2 separate regions of the Mus musculus genome follow, and region 2 is linked to region 1. Evidence: chromatin contacts called from public HiChIP or PLAC-seq data. All regions are on one chromosome and are shown on one strand. The core of a region is the stretch at or near the end of the contact, and the rest is flanking DNA. Distances in the headings are between cores, read along the strand shown. Region 1 holds the start of Usp12 (ubiquitin specific peptidase 12). Region 2 holds the start of Gsx1 (GS homeobox 1).

The links. HiChIP or PLAC-seq counts read pairs in DNA pulled down with a chosen protein or histone mark.
Region 2: a contact with region 1 is called in an H3K4me3 HiChIP or PLAC-seq map of embryonic forebrain, with 3 times the contacts expected there. The contact joins the promoter of Gsx1 here to the promoter of Usp12 in region 1. A contact is called at or near these places in 5 of 39 promoter capture datasets (embryonic stem cells, hippocampal neurons and liver), 1 of 484 Hi-C or Micro-C datasets (embryonic stem cells) and 3 of 115 datasets of contacts at active chromatin or transcription factors (embryonic forebrain, microglia and pancreatic cancer cells).

What each region holds. Positions count from the first base shown.
Region 1 is chr5:146,790,338-146,796,789 of GRCm38.p6, reverse strand. It overlaps Usp12 (ubiquitin specific peptidase 12), which reads left to right and starts at 1,834. Exons shown (of 9, transcript NM_011669.3): 1 at 1,834-2,175. The coding sequence starts at 2,128. It overlaps 1700041I07Rik (a long non-coding RNA gene), which reads right to left and starts at 965. Exons shown (of 2, transcript XR_377208.4): 1 at 668-965.
Region 2 is chr5:147,183,837-147,190,155 of GRCm38.p6, reverse strand. It overlaps Gsx1 (GS homeobox 1), which reads right to left and starts at 1,460. Exons shown (of 2, transcript NM_008178.2): 1 at 858-1,460; 2 at 1-378. The coding sequence starts at 1,266. The coding sequence ends at 2.

The sequences.
Region 1 (6,452 bases), core at 585-3,084:
GGTTTACGCTTAGAGCATTCAAAGGGTTCCCAGCATCCATCTGGTCTCACAACCTTCTACAACTCCAGTTCCAGGAGGATCTGATGCCTTCTTCTGGCCTCCGCGGACACTGTACGCATGTGAGCAAGCAAAACACCCATACACATAAAGTAAAAATAATAAAGCTTAAAAATGAAACCTTATCCAGCAGACTACCTAGCCTATGACAGGAATTCTGAGGCGGCACACTGACAGCTGGAGGGTTTTATTTGCTCAACATTTTAATTAATTACTCATTGGCTTTTGCTAATTTCTTTTTGACAATTTCATACATGTGCTGTTTATTCTCTTTTATTTATTTTTGAGGCCAGGTCTCCCTGCATAGATCTGGCTGATCTGTAGATTTGCTATTTAGTCCAGGCTGCCCTTGAACTCACAGAGACTCACCTTTCTCTGTTTCCTATGCTGGGATTGTAGGTGCATGTCACAATTCCCTGTGACTGGCTTTTCATTCATTTATTTTTTTGGGGACAAGGACTCAAGTGATCCAGGCTGGTCTTGAACTCATTAAATAGCTGAGGATGACCTTACCATAGTAGGATTAGCACTTCAGCTGAGGATATGAAACCTCAGAACACCTACACAAACACTTCGCCAACTAAGCCATATGTCCAGCTCCCATCCTTACCTTTAAAATATAGATGTTGTACGACCATGCTCTATGCTTGTGGAGTCTAGAGTGGCGAGCAACGCGACAAACATTGCATAGATCTGAACTGGTGTAAACCAGAGTCCAAGCCCCTGCCGTGGTATCTACAGAAAAGCGGGAGGCCTAGCCACTACGAAGGTAGATACCTGGAGAATAAGCAGCTGCCAGAATACTTAGCTGTATTCAGTGGGTGTTCCCCTCCCCCAACGCTTACAATGGAATTGCTATGGAAACAGTATTCATGTACCAGAAATCTGTTTCTCGACTAAATTTTGTTCAAATTCTCGGTCTTTTGAATGCTTTGGACTATGAAGTGAGGCTTATCAGATTTTAGAGCTTTCGTCGGAATTTAGGCCCCAAGTTCCACAGACCCGGTGTGGTGGGGAGTTGGGTGGAAGGCAGAAAAGGTCCTACCCTCAGATCACCAATCAAAACAAATCACAGGCTTTTTAAAGTAGTAATTTATGAAGTTTTATGAATTTTCTGCCGGTAGAAAATAGGAAGCGTTCATCCACTAGCTAACACGGTCTATGTGCTCCTCACACATTGGCTTCGGCTTCTTACTTGGGACATACCACCCTGTTACAAATTCCAAGTTGGTATCCCACTGTTTTTCAGGATTGGCTCCCCTTCCTCTTCTCCCCCACTACTGCTAATTCATAGAGTTAAATCTTGTCTTTTTATCTAATTAGCCTTTTCTTAGGGAATTAGGCCCAGATGATTCACCCCAGAAAAACATCCAAGTGCTTGGGACTCTGGCGGGGTTGCCTTCCAACCCATCCAGTTTCCCAGATATGGTCTCCGTCTTCTGTTTCAACTGACTGTCAGTCGCTCTAAAGGCTGCTTGATGTCACAGACGCCGCAGAGCAAAGGCTCGATCCCCTAAAGACCCGCTCTTGCAAGCTAAGGTAGGTGCTTCACGTCGGCGCTAGGACCCATCTGCAGGAGGAACGCGGCACGGGTCTCGCCCCGCCCCAACGCGCACTGGGTGGAGCCGTCCTCCCCAAGCTCGCCCCCCCCCCGTGGGAGGGCGGGGCACCATGGGCGTGGCACAGCTGCGGTGGGCGTGGCGGCGCCGGAGGCGGGCGGGGCGGAAGGACGCTGCCCGGTCGTCGGGGCGGTAGGGCCTGCGCGGAGCTCTCTCCCCAGCGCGCTGGGCGGGGTGTGCTGTGAGCGGCTTCCCGGGCAGGCGCGGGCCCTGAGGCGGCGGCTGCGCCGTGCGCCGGGGCGGAGCCGGGGGCGGGCGGGCGGCCGGCGGGCGGGGGCTGGGCCGGAGGAAGCCTGAGCGCCCGCGGCGACGACGGCAGCGGCGGCCCAGCAGGCTAGAAGCGTGGGTCGGCGGCGGCTCCGGGTGCGGCCGCGGGCTGCGGAGCGAGCGGGCGGCCCGGCTCCCCGCGTCCCCCGCCCGCCGCGACTGTCTGGAAGATGGCGCCGGGCGGATGGAAATCCTAATGACAGTCTCCAAATTCGCCTCCATCTGTACCATGGTAGGTGCGGCGGCAGCGCGGCCCGGGGGGCCGGTCCCCGCCTTCGAGGCGCCGCCCGCGGGCCTGGTCGTGTGCGGGCGGACCGGGCGCGGGGCCGAGTGGCCGCGGGGAAGGCGTGCTGGACACGGCAGGCGGGGCCGGGACACTGGGGATAGGACCGACCGGGGCTCGGGGTTGGGTCCTGACCACGGGGTCGCAGTTGAGGACGGGGAGCTCTGGGTCTGGGCACCGGGGACTCGGGGACTGTGGCTGGGGACTAGGGCCTGGGGGCTCAGGGACGGGGTTGGGGGTAAGGGCTGCAGACTGGGGTTGGGGACTTGGGGACTCGAGGTGTGGACTGAGGTTGGAGGCTGGAGCCGGGACTTTAAACTGGGGACTGGTACCGGGAAGCGAGGGGATTGTGCCAGGGGAAGGGACGCGGCATTTCCTTGGGGCCCTGCGCGGGGCAGGGCGGGGGTCTGCGGCAGGAAGGAAGGGTCTCGATCCTACTGGAAGACGGAAGTCCTGGCGGAGTTCCTCCTCGGGTTAGGTGGAGCCCCAGGCCCTGGCTCGGGAAGGGGGCGTGTGAAGGTGGAAACTTTTAAGAGTGCTGTTGAAATGTTTTCTTATTTTCAACTCTCTGAAGCGATAGGAACTCTTGCGGCTTCCAACCTGTGTCCGTCCAGATGGCAGCCTTGTCTCTGGGAATCTGTGTTAATCTTGAAAAGCTGCATTCGCTTTCCTGTCATTTGTTTATTTTAATAGAGCAGACACCGCTGTGTGGGGTTGAAGTACACAGATTCCCCCGAAAAAAACGAAACGCGCGCGGGTGGGTTCCAAACGTGTTTTTGTGCATTGCCAGAAGCACCACGGCTTCCCACGTGATAAAGCAAATCCATTACCTCCTTTATGAACTTCGCCGTAGAGATTGTGATTTATGAATCAATGAAAAAAGTTACTCTTTGCAGTGTGGGTCTGGAGTTATTTACCAAAGACCTGCACCTGCTTCATCTCCGTTTTTGTGTTCTGGGTTGTATCTAGGAGATTCTCCAAACCATCTTCCACCTGCAAGTGATCTGTGGTTGTGTGTGAGTGTGTGTGTGTGTGTGTGTAAGGAGTGGAGAATCAGGTAGGAAAAGTGGACTCTGTGCTACTTTCTGTGGAACAGTATTAAAAAAAGGGGTGGAATAAGTGGACTTAAAATCCACAGCATCAAAAAAGTCGGAAGATTATGGAATCACTGAAGGCTCCATTTTCCCACGTGGGTAATTCTTCTTTCCTGGGGTTGAGAAGGGGGCTGTGTTTACAGTTACTGGGATTGGTTGTGCTAATTAGACATGCCACATGGGATAATCGAATCTTTCATAGTGATAATTTTGCCAGATTGCTGAGCTCCGTGTATTTTGGGGTCATGGTTCATTGACAAAGTCGAAGGTTTCAGGAGTGGTGTGATTCCTGTAGTCTGTTCATTCACTCAGTTTAGTCAAGTATCCATCTAGCACCAGCTGACTGGAACTGGGGCTACAGCAGTGATCCAGACAGTTGCCACAGCAGGGCTTTTTATGGCATGCTTCTAGCCCAGGACTTTGGGTGTAGAAAGATCACACTTTCCAGGCAAGTGTAGCTAAGACCTCCTGTCAAAAGAACTGACCCTCCCTAACCAAAGATAATGCCCACTTTCTTGTGTTTACTACTACTTGAGGGAGACAATACTCATGTATGTAATAATGTAGCACAATCAAATAAGAGCAACAAAGGGCGTGGTGGGTTGTGGCACTCTCAAGGCAGAGACAAGCAGATCTCTGAGTTTGAAGCCAGCCTGGTCTACAAAGTGAGTTCCAGGACAGCCAGAGAAACCCTGTTTCCAAACCAAACAAACACCCCCCCCCACTTCCCCCAACCCCCCAAAAAACCTAACATCCACAAAACAACCCCAGAAAAGAGCAGCAGAGGACAGAGCCCTGCCAGGGTTCTCTATCCAGAGAGAGGCTGATGTCCACTCCCAAGCTCACTCTCCTTAGGGCTTCTGCCCGGGTCCGGTAATTGCACATGGTGTGTGTATGCTTTTTGGCAAATGCATAGGCATCCATGCCTGGCCAGAGTGAGACTGTTAGAAAGGTGCTATTAAGATTGGGCGTGTCTGTGTTCTTACTTGAATAAATCCTACTACCCTCCCGGAGTAGGTTCTGAGCATCAGAGTGATTTGCAGTTTTGAGTGTAAGGGAGCTTGCTGTCCATCTTCTGAGAATGAATTGAAAGTGAAAATGAGAAACAGCCTGCTTGTAGGTTCTGTTTTGCTTGGAATGTGAACTGTCCAGCGAGTAACTCTCTTCAGCAGGTCACGTGACCTGAACAACACCCTGCCTTAGACAGTTGCACAGGACTTTTGTGATCTCGGGAGTACTGTGCTGTCTATGGTCCCCCTTACCTTTCAGTAGTTCATGGTGGGGGGGTTGTTTGTTTGCTTGATTTCCACCTTTGCTGCAGTTTTGAAACAGGGTCTTCTGTAGGTCACGCTGAGTTTGAATTTGGTATGTAGTGGTGGCTGGCCTTGAACTCATGATTCTCCTGCCTCTACTTTCCAGTCACTGAGATATCAGGCATGCACCATTACACCAGGTTTAGACTGAGGGGTTTAGTGAAAAACTTACCATTTATTTATGCCATTTGATTGGAGCATTAACATCTTCATACAGTGCAGAGAGGCCTTCATTTACTCACAAGGTGAGTTTGAAGTAGAGGGAGGGAAGGCTGAGTGAAGCTGTGGAACAGTGGAGGGAAGGGGACTCAGAAATGGATGCGTCAGCAGGTCAGAAACAGAGAAACACTTGATGAATTGAAATTTTATTCTGTTAAGTATGGAAGTTTACATAATTTTTTCACTTGTCAAAATAAGGTGCAGAGCAAACCTGCAGTAGCTTTATTGGGTGAAATAGATTACAAATAAGTCTTCAATATTTTGAATTTAGATCTTGATTCAGATCAGGCCTTGATTCAGATCACTGTTCTGCCTTTGTGTGAAAATGAGTGTGATGTGTTTGTCTTGGTGTTGTGGCCTGGCTCAGAGAGTGCCTGTCTTCAGACTGTCGTGAGCGTGCCTCCAGAATCGGTTCCCTACTGGCCACTCTAGTACACCTTCAGCTTGGTGTGCGGCTGCTCCTTACGGGAGATTACTGTTCTCACAGCCTGGTGCAGTGTGGTTCATGAACTGCTGAGTTCTGTACTTAGTAATCAGCGAACAGCAGAGGGTCCTGGTTGGAAATCAGCAGCAGCCCGCAGCTAATCCAGGTGTCCAGGATGTCTTCCGGAGACCAGGGCTGCCCACTGGGAGTTTGTAGCACTGGCTGAAGCTGGCCGCTGTCTCTGGTTGTGGGAGTCCTGGTTGGGAAAGACTTATTGGGAGGGAGATTGGATAGAGCAGAAACAAGGAGGTGAGCGGCTTCTCAGCTTGAGATGGCACTGGCTTGGCTGCTTGCCTGGCAGGAGGTGTGCGTGTGTGTGCGCGAGAGTGAGTGTGGGTGTGAGTGAAGTGAAAGCCACAAGGTAGGTGCTAGGTTGTACTGGACTCTGACGTGGAAACTATAAAGCACTTATTGCAGCCATCTCAGGTAAAGCTGGTTCCCTTGCCTTTTCTTGCTGCTGGGCTAGTATGCGTGTGTGGGCATGCAGCTTAGCATCATTCCAGAAAGGAGGGGGACAGCCCTAAAACTTAGGCTTTATCTGAAGGAACATGGAGAAATGAGCAGGTCACTGCCTTGCCTTCCTTTCCTCTGTGTCCCTCCTGCTCTCCACCCCCTTACTCCTTTCTGTGTTTGGAGAACTCCTGAATCTCCTGCTTCCACTTGTCAATCGAGCGATGAAATTAAAGGTAGGCTCCTCCATTCTTGGAGTGCTTCCTTTCTGCAGTCATCAGGATTGATAGTTTGACTTTTATGTCTCTGGTGAGAAACTGTTTCCCATAAAACATGTAGTGAGAAATGCCAGAAGGACGTTTAGGGACATTTAAGAAACTCTTAGATGTTCTGTCCTGATCCAAATCAAAATTCATTTATGTGGAGGCAGAGGAGAGAACTTGGGAGCCATAGTCCTTAGGTTTTTTTTGTTTTTTCTTTCTTTCTTTCTTTCTTTCTTTTTTTTTTTTTTTGCAATGTGTCTTCATTAGCTTGCTTTCTAATGAAGCCTGATGTTTGATTTTGGAATTAATTTTGGGTGATTGTTCATTCACAAACCCTTGAAGCTTGTCCAGTTTGTCACAGCTGTCCCTAGTTCAGTTATGGGATCATGGACTGGAGACCCAA
Region 2 (6,319 bases), core at 211-2,710, 390 kb before region 1:
CCTACGGAGTGACTGTGAGATCTCTGTCATCCTTCCCGGAGGAAGATGGAGACATGGGCAATTCGTCGTCGTCCTCTGAGCATTTGGCTGAGGAGAGCGAAGAGCACTTGCAGCCTTGCGGTGCGCCCCCGCCGGCCCCCGCCCCAGCTCCGCCGCGGTGGTTACTGCCTTTGCCTTCTTTCTTGTGCTTCACCCGGCGGTTCTGAAACCAGATCTTCACCTGCTTCTCGGACAGGTTCAGATAGGTCGCGATCTCGATGCGCCGCAGGCGGGAGAGGTACATGTTGGAGGCGAACTCTCGCTCCAGCTCCAGGAGCTGTGTGCTGGTGAACGCCGTCCGCATCCTCTTGCTGCTGGGCAGCTGGTTCGAGCTGCTGTCTGGAGGGCGATGGGGGGGGGGGGGAGGGAGGGAAAGAGAGAGAGAGAGAGAGAGAGAGAGAGAGAGAGAGAGAGAGAGAGAGAGATCATCAAACCTCTGAGCCTTGGGCCTAATTTCCCGCTGAACTGAGGCTAGCCTCAACCTTGGAATCAGGCACACATCCCTTCCATCCTTCCATTCATCACTCCACAGGCGGGTGCCTCCTTGCCAAGTCACAGACTCCAATTCTCCTCGGAATCGGTTGTCCCTAACACCCCTTTAAGGAACATCTCAAAGCTGGCCTTAACCCCTTCCCCTTCGCCCCAGGATCTTTCTGGCTTCTCCCCGGTTCCTACGTCCGGTCCCAGTCTAGCACTGTGAGCGCCCCTCGAGTATCCTCACCGTCCCCCATAGCGCGCCGTTTCCCCATCCCTAGCTCACTCACTTCCCCCCACCCCGGGACCACCGCCCCCCAATTTCGCGCGGGGACCCCGCTTACCCACAGAGATGCAGTGAAACTGTCTGGGATCCGGCAGCGGGTAGGAGGTCTGGTAGAGTGCAGCAGCTGCTGCGGCCGCAGCCGGGCCGTGGGCGACTCCAGGGGACACGGAGTGCTGGCGGCCCAGGGGTGCGTGGCAGTACTGCGATCCGAAGGGAGGGAAGGACGCCTTGAGTAGCGGCAGTGCCGGCGGCCCGGGGGGCCCGTGCAGCTGCGAAGCGGTGACACAGAGGGGACACACGCACAGCAAGCCGGCCTTGCGCGCGTGGCAGGCGCCCGGCGAGAGGCCGTGGAGCGCGTGCGGCGGCGGGACCGCGTAGGGGAAGAGCGGTGGCGGGCTGCCCTCCGGAGCCTTCTTGTCGCTGGCTTCCCGCAGCACAAGGGAATCCACCAGGAAGGAGCGCGGCATGGCTCCGGCGCGCGGTCCACCTGCCGCCAGCCCGCCCCTGGAGCCCGAGGGAACTGCAGATCCTGTCGTAGCTTCCCCTGGCCGCGGCCACCCGCAGCTTCCCGGGCCCCGGAGGCTCCACGCGCGGCTCAAGCCCGGGCTGGAATCACCTTGGCTGCTGCTGCGGGCACCTCCCGGAGCGGGCGAGGTGCTGGCCAGCGCTAGTGGTGCTGAAAGACGCCGGCGGCGCCGCTTAAATAGGACTATTGCCATGTGATGGGCTACGCCAGGAGCGGCCGGGGCCTCTCAATAGGGTTTTTGTGCCCTTTCTCTTGGCATTCACTCTGCACGCTTCCTCATTATTTCACTTGTTAACTAAATGAACTGCATAATGTACTCTATTCTTGTCAACCCCACCCACGCCGTAACAGGCGCACTCGCCCCCCTCCTCTTCCCTTTTCGGGTTTATTTTCTCATTCTCCCGCGATTTAATATTCTTTTCTTTCTCTTTATTTCTTACTTTCCTTTGGCTTTGCGCTGGCGATCGGTCCATTTATCTTATTGATTTCCGCACCCGTGCTGCCTCGCTTGCACAGATCCCCGTGGGCGCACACCCATCTCCTCTGCCCACTTGATCCTGGTCCCTTTCTTTCTGTTACTTCTTCCTTGCTCGTTCCCCCCACCCCAGTTCCACCAAGTGTATCGCTTTCGCTTAGTTCTCGAAGCTCAGCTCTGCATCCTATGAAGCATCCTAATGGGCGGCCACCATTCCCACCTGTGGAGTCTCTTCTCTCGCACTATTTGGAGACAGAAAAACAAGGTTTCTGAGTGCGCCTCAGAGGATGAGAGAAAGGCTCCCTAGTCCTCATTGGAGACTAACCTCATCTCTGTCCGTGTTTTCTCAGAAAATCAAAGGCTCCCAATTTTGGTGTTGCCTGTGACTCCTCATCTTTGTTCGGTGGACCCTTGGCCAACCAGCTCTTCCCTTCAACAACAGGGCCGTGTATGTAAAGAAATAGCAACAAAACAAGTACGCGGGTGGGTAGTCTTTGAAAATACGGACAGATACATAGCAAGGGGAGTGAGAGCCGAATTCGTGGGTATGAAGCTTTCCCACCCCACCAAACGTGGTGAGTGTGGATGGTGTAGACTCTCACAGACGTTGCGCGCGCACTCTCCACTCGCACACACTCCACTAGACACGCCGGTGCACTCGAAAGCGTTGCTTCCCACGGCTGGAGAGAAAGGAAGAGCACTCTTCTGTCTTTCCCAGTTTCTGTTGCCCTTTGCTTCCTCCTACCGTCGCCGCACTCTTTTTTTTCTTTCTTTCTGGTAACACAATGGTTAAACAACTTCAAATGCCACGCTCTGTGTACACAGCTTCAGTTTTTTAAAAAAATCATCCCGGGATTCAGAGCTGTCTCTGTCCCTGTGCGTTTAACATACAATGAGAAATTAGCATAAAAGATTTCGAATTTACTACTTTCGATTTTACAAATCGCCACAGTCACCTGCTCTGAACCGTGAACGGAATCGTGAGACCAAGAAAGGGGAGCTTTACGGAGGGGGTGGATGAATCAGTGCAAGGCCGCCCAAACCCGAGGCCTCTGTATGGGTTTGCAGTGTTCATGACATCCGAGCCGCCACAAACAACTGGTTAAAAAAATCAAAGATGATTTGTTATGGGAGAGGGTGTGTGTGAGAGCAACTGCCTCGACAATGGGAGGGTCGCCATAGGGGGAGCTAACCTGCGTGGAGGGCGTGCCATCTCGCCATCTAGCAAGAGTGAGGGCTCAGTGGTCCCCTGGTGCTTGGCATGCGGTGCCCCCAAGCTATGGTCTCGGCCCCAAAGCTCCCGCAAACCAGCCGGTACGCATCAATGCAGCCTAATTCCCGTTCTAATTGCTCTCTGGGAAATTTGGGCTGGGCTGGGTGGCGGGAGAGCTGAGACTAGAGAGGGGCTCCCCGCTGGGCTGAGGCGGGTTAGGGCGGAACGGGTGTGGACGCTGCCCGAGGGTAGAAGGGGGAGGCTGCTGCGCTCCAAAGCTGGCAAGTCAGCCGAGGTGCCAATGCAAGGGCTCTCCTGGGAGCTGCCGAACGCCCCAAGCGAGGAAAGGGTTAAGAGCCCTTGAATACAAGCAAGGCCAAAGCTACTGGGAAAGAATATGGGGGGGGGGGGGGGAGAATAACCAGTTTCCCCCTCTCCCTCCAGCCCCTAGACCTTATTGAATGTCATTGAAGAAAGTTTTGAATGCCAGATAAAGAGAGGCGAATTAAAGTGTGTGACAGCGGAGGATAAGCAAACACAAAGAGAACTCTGTCACACTTTGGGACAAAATCCGTGGGCTTTTTACCAAGTCTCTTCGCTATGATTGAATTAAGTAATAGGAAAACATTTTCTTTCAGTTTAGAACCATTAGACAAAACCTTCAAAGCGAATAACACTTTTTAATGTGCGGCCCCACAGTGGACCGGGGTTTGTGCCGAAATGGTGAAACGGTTGGTTGTGTAACTCGGAACGGGGGAGTCCCGGGCAGGGACTGACCTGTCCCAGGGTGTTTTCACCCGGCCTGAAGAGAAGGCGCTGGCAACCTGGCTATGTCCAAACTCTGCGATGGGTAATGGACTCCCTGCTCGGTGTTCCTAGGTCACCGCTGCACCAGGCAATCACTTGATAAAAAGTTCTGCTTCGTGGAGCAGTACGGGCAGCTAGGTCCGCTCCCCGGGCGCACGGTGGCCCTGTCGCCCTGCCTTCTGCCTCTGCGTTCCCCAGTTCCTCTTGTGGTCTTCCCCGCAGCGGAGCTGCTTTTCTACTTAAAGCTCCAGGCCGAGCTCCCTTCGGCTGAACTGTTCTCCGCGGAACAAACGCCCCCTAGGGAGGGGCAGGGTGGGAGCAGGCAGCCGGATTAGCCTGACAGCCCTGCGACAGCCCCCCCCCCCCCATCGTCGCCCCCCCCCCCCCAGCCCCTGGGCCTCAGCGCCCGCTTCCCCGCCCCCAGCCGGTTTTCAAGTGTCCATCAGGTACGGCTCAAACTGGAACCGTTTCTGCGATCCCGGCCTTTTCTTCCCCGTGCACACCGCGGCCTCCCTTGTGAGATATTTGCAGGAAGGAAAAAAAAAAGCATAAATGTGGATTTTCCCCATCTCCATCCCTCAAAGATCATTTGCCTTCTCATAGAAGCCATATTTAAAACACCATCCGTCTCCCTGCCCTCTCTACCTCAGAAGCTTCTGCCTCAGAAGCAACTTCTAAGTTGGTTGTGCCTTTTGCTCTTTCACTTTTCTGGCTCCCTCACCATCCTGAAATCCGTGTTCTGGAAGAATGAGGGTCTGCTGTATCTGTTGCAAAAACTCCCTAACTCATAATAGGCTTATTTGTTGGGGGAATAAATCAAGGTGAAAGAACTCACCCGGAAGCAGGACTTTCCTTGGATTTTCTGCCGTGTCCGCCTAGCCTAATTCTACCTGGATCCTGAGGAGCCTGACTGGACTGGCAGACGTGTGTGGTGAGACCCAGGAGGTCAAGGGTCTTGGAATCTGCGGGTCCTCCCTCATTCCCGGGATCTGGGCCTTCATAAGACCTCAATGTGTTTGTTAACTGACTATCAGACAAACCTAAGAATGCCCCATCCACCCCCAGCCTCCGAGGCAGGTTCTAGAGACAAAATGGCTTCCATTCGAGGTAGTTCTTACGGAGAAAGACTTCATGTCTGAGATGTTTCCTGTTTATAGAAAAGAGGAGGTTGAGCTGGAAGGGGAAGAGATACATACAGTCCACGCCTAGGAAATAGCAGCACAGTTCTGCCTTTTTTTTTTATTTTATTTTATTTTATTTTATTTTATTTTATTTTATTTTATTTTTGGCTGAGGTACCAGAGAATTCCTGTTGTAAGGAAAGATTCTGTCTCCTGAGCAGCAGGTGTCTAGACAGCTGGCCCAGGGGCTTGCCAGCTGTCCCAATGAGCAGAAACAAGAGGCCAGGGGTGTCAGGGAATGCTGACTGCAACCAGGAGAGGAAGATCCCCAAGGAGATTGAGGACCGTGACAATGGGTGTGCACAGGAAGATGAGGTGAGACCCAGTCATGGAGACTTGAACTGACACCCTTGGATTTCTGCACGTGGTCCAAGATTTACTTATTTAGTCCTTCCTCCTCCTCCTCCTTCCCCCTCCTCCCCCCCCTTCTTCTTTGAGACAAACATTCTCTCTGTAGCCCCTTCAATACTGGAACTGGCTCTTTAGATCACACTGGCTAAAACTCATAAAGATCCCCCTGCCTCTGACTCCTGAGTGATGGGATCAGAGGCATGCACTGTTAATGCTTGATTCTCAAGATAGATCTTCCTTCCTTCCTTCCTCCTCATTTTCTTTCTTCCTTTCTCTCCCTCTTTGTCTCTGTCTCTCTCTCCCTTTCTCTCTTTCTTTCTTTCTTTCTTTCTTTCTTGGTTTTTTGGTTTTTGTTTTTTTGGTTTTTCGAGACAGGGTTTCTCTGTGTAGCCCTGGCTGTCCTAGAACTCACTTTGTAGACCAGGCTGGCCTCGAACTCAGAAATCTGCCTGCCTCTGCTTCCCGAGTGCTGGGATTAAGGCATGTGCCACCACACCCGGCTGGCTTCTTTCTTGGTTTTAAAGACAGAACTTTTCTGTGTAGTCCTGAGTGACCTGGAACTAGTTCTGTAGACCAGGCTGACCTTGAATTTGCAGAGAAGGGCCTACCTCTCCCTCCATCCTTCAAGTATTAGGATTGAAGTGTGCACCGCTATTCCTGGCTAAGTTTTTTTTTTTGTTTGTTTTAAATGTATGTGCATGTGTGCTTTTCCTGTACATATGTCTGTAGTGAGAATATTGGTTTCTTAAAAAAAAAAACAGTTGTGTTATGTGAACATGTTTTTGTTTTAATCCCAGGTGTGGGATATGGGGCTGCTTCGGGTTGTCCACAGCCATTAACTGTAATTGTCTCCTGCTCTAGGAGGGGAGTGATTTTTGCCAGCTGCAGAGAGTTTACATTTGGGACTCTGGAGAGGGGATAAATGGGGAGGCTGCTGCTCCCCCTGTTACTCCAGCTTGCTGCTGTTG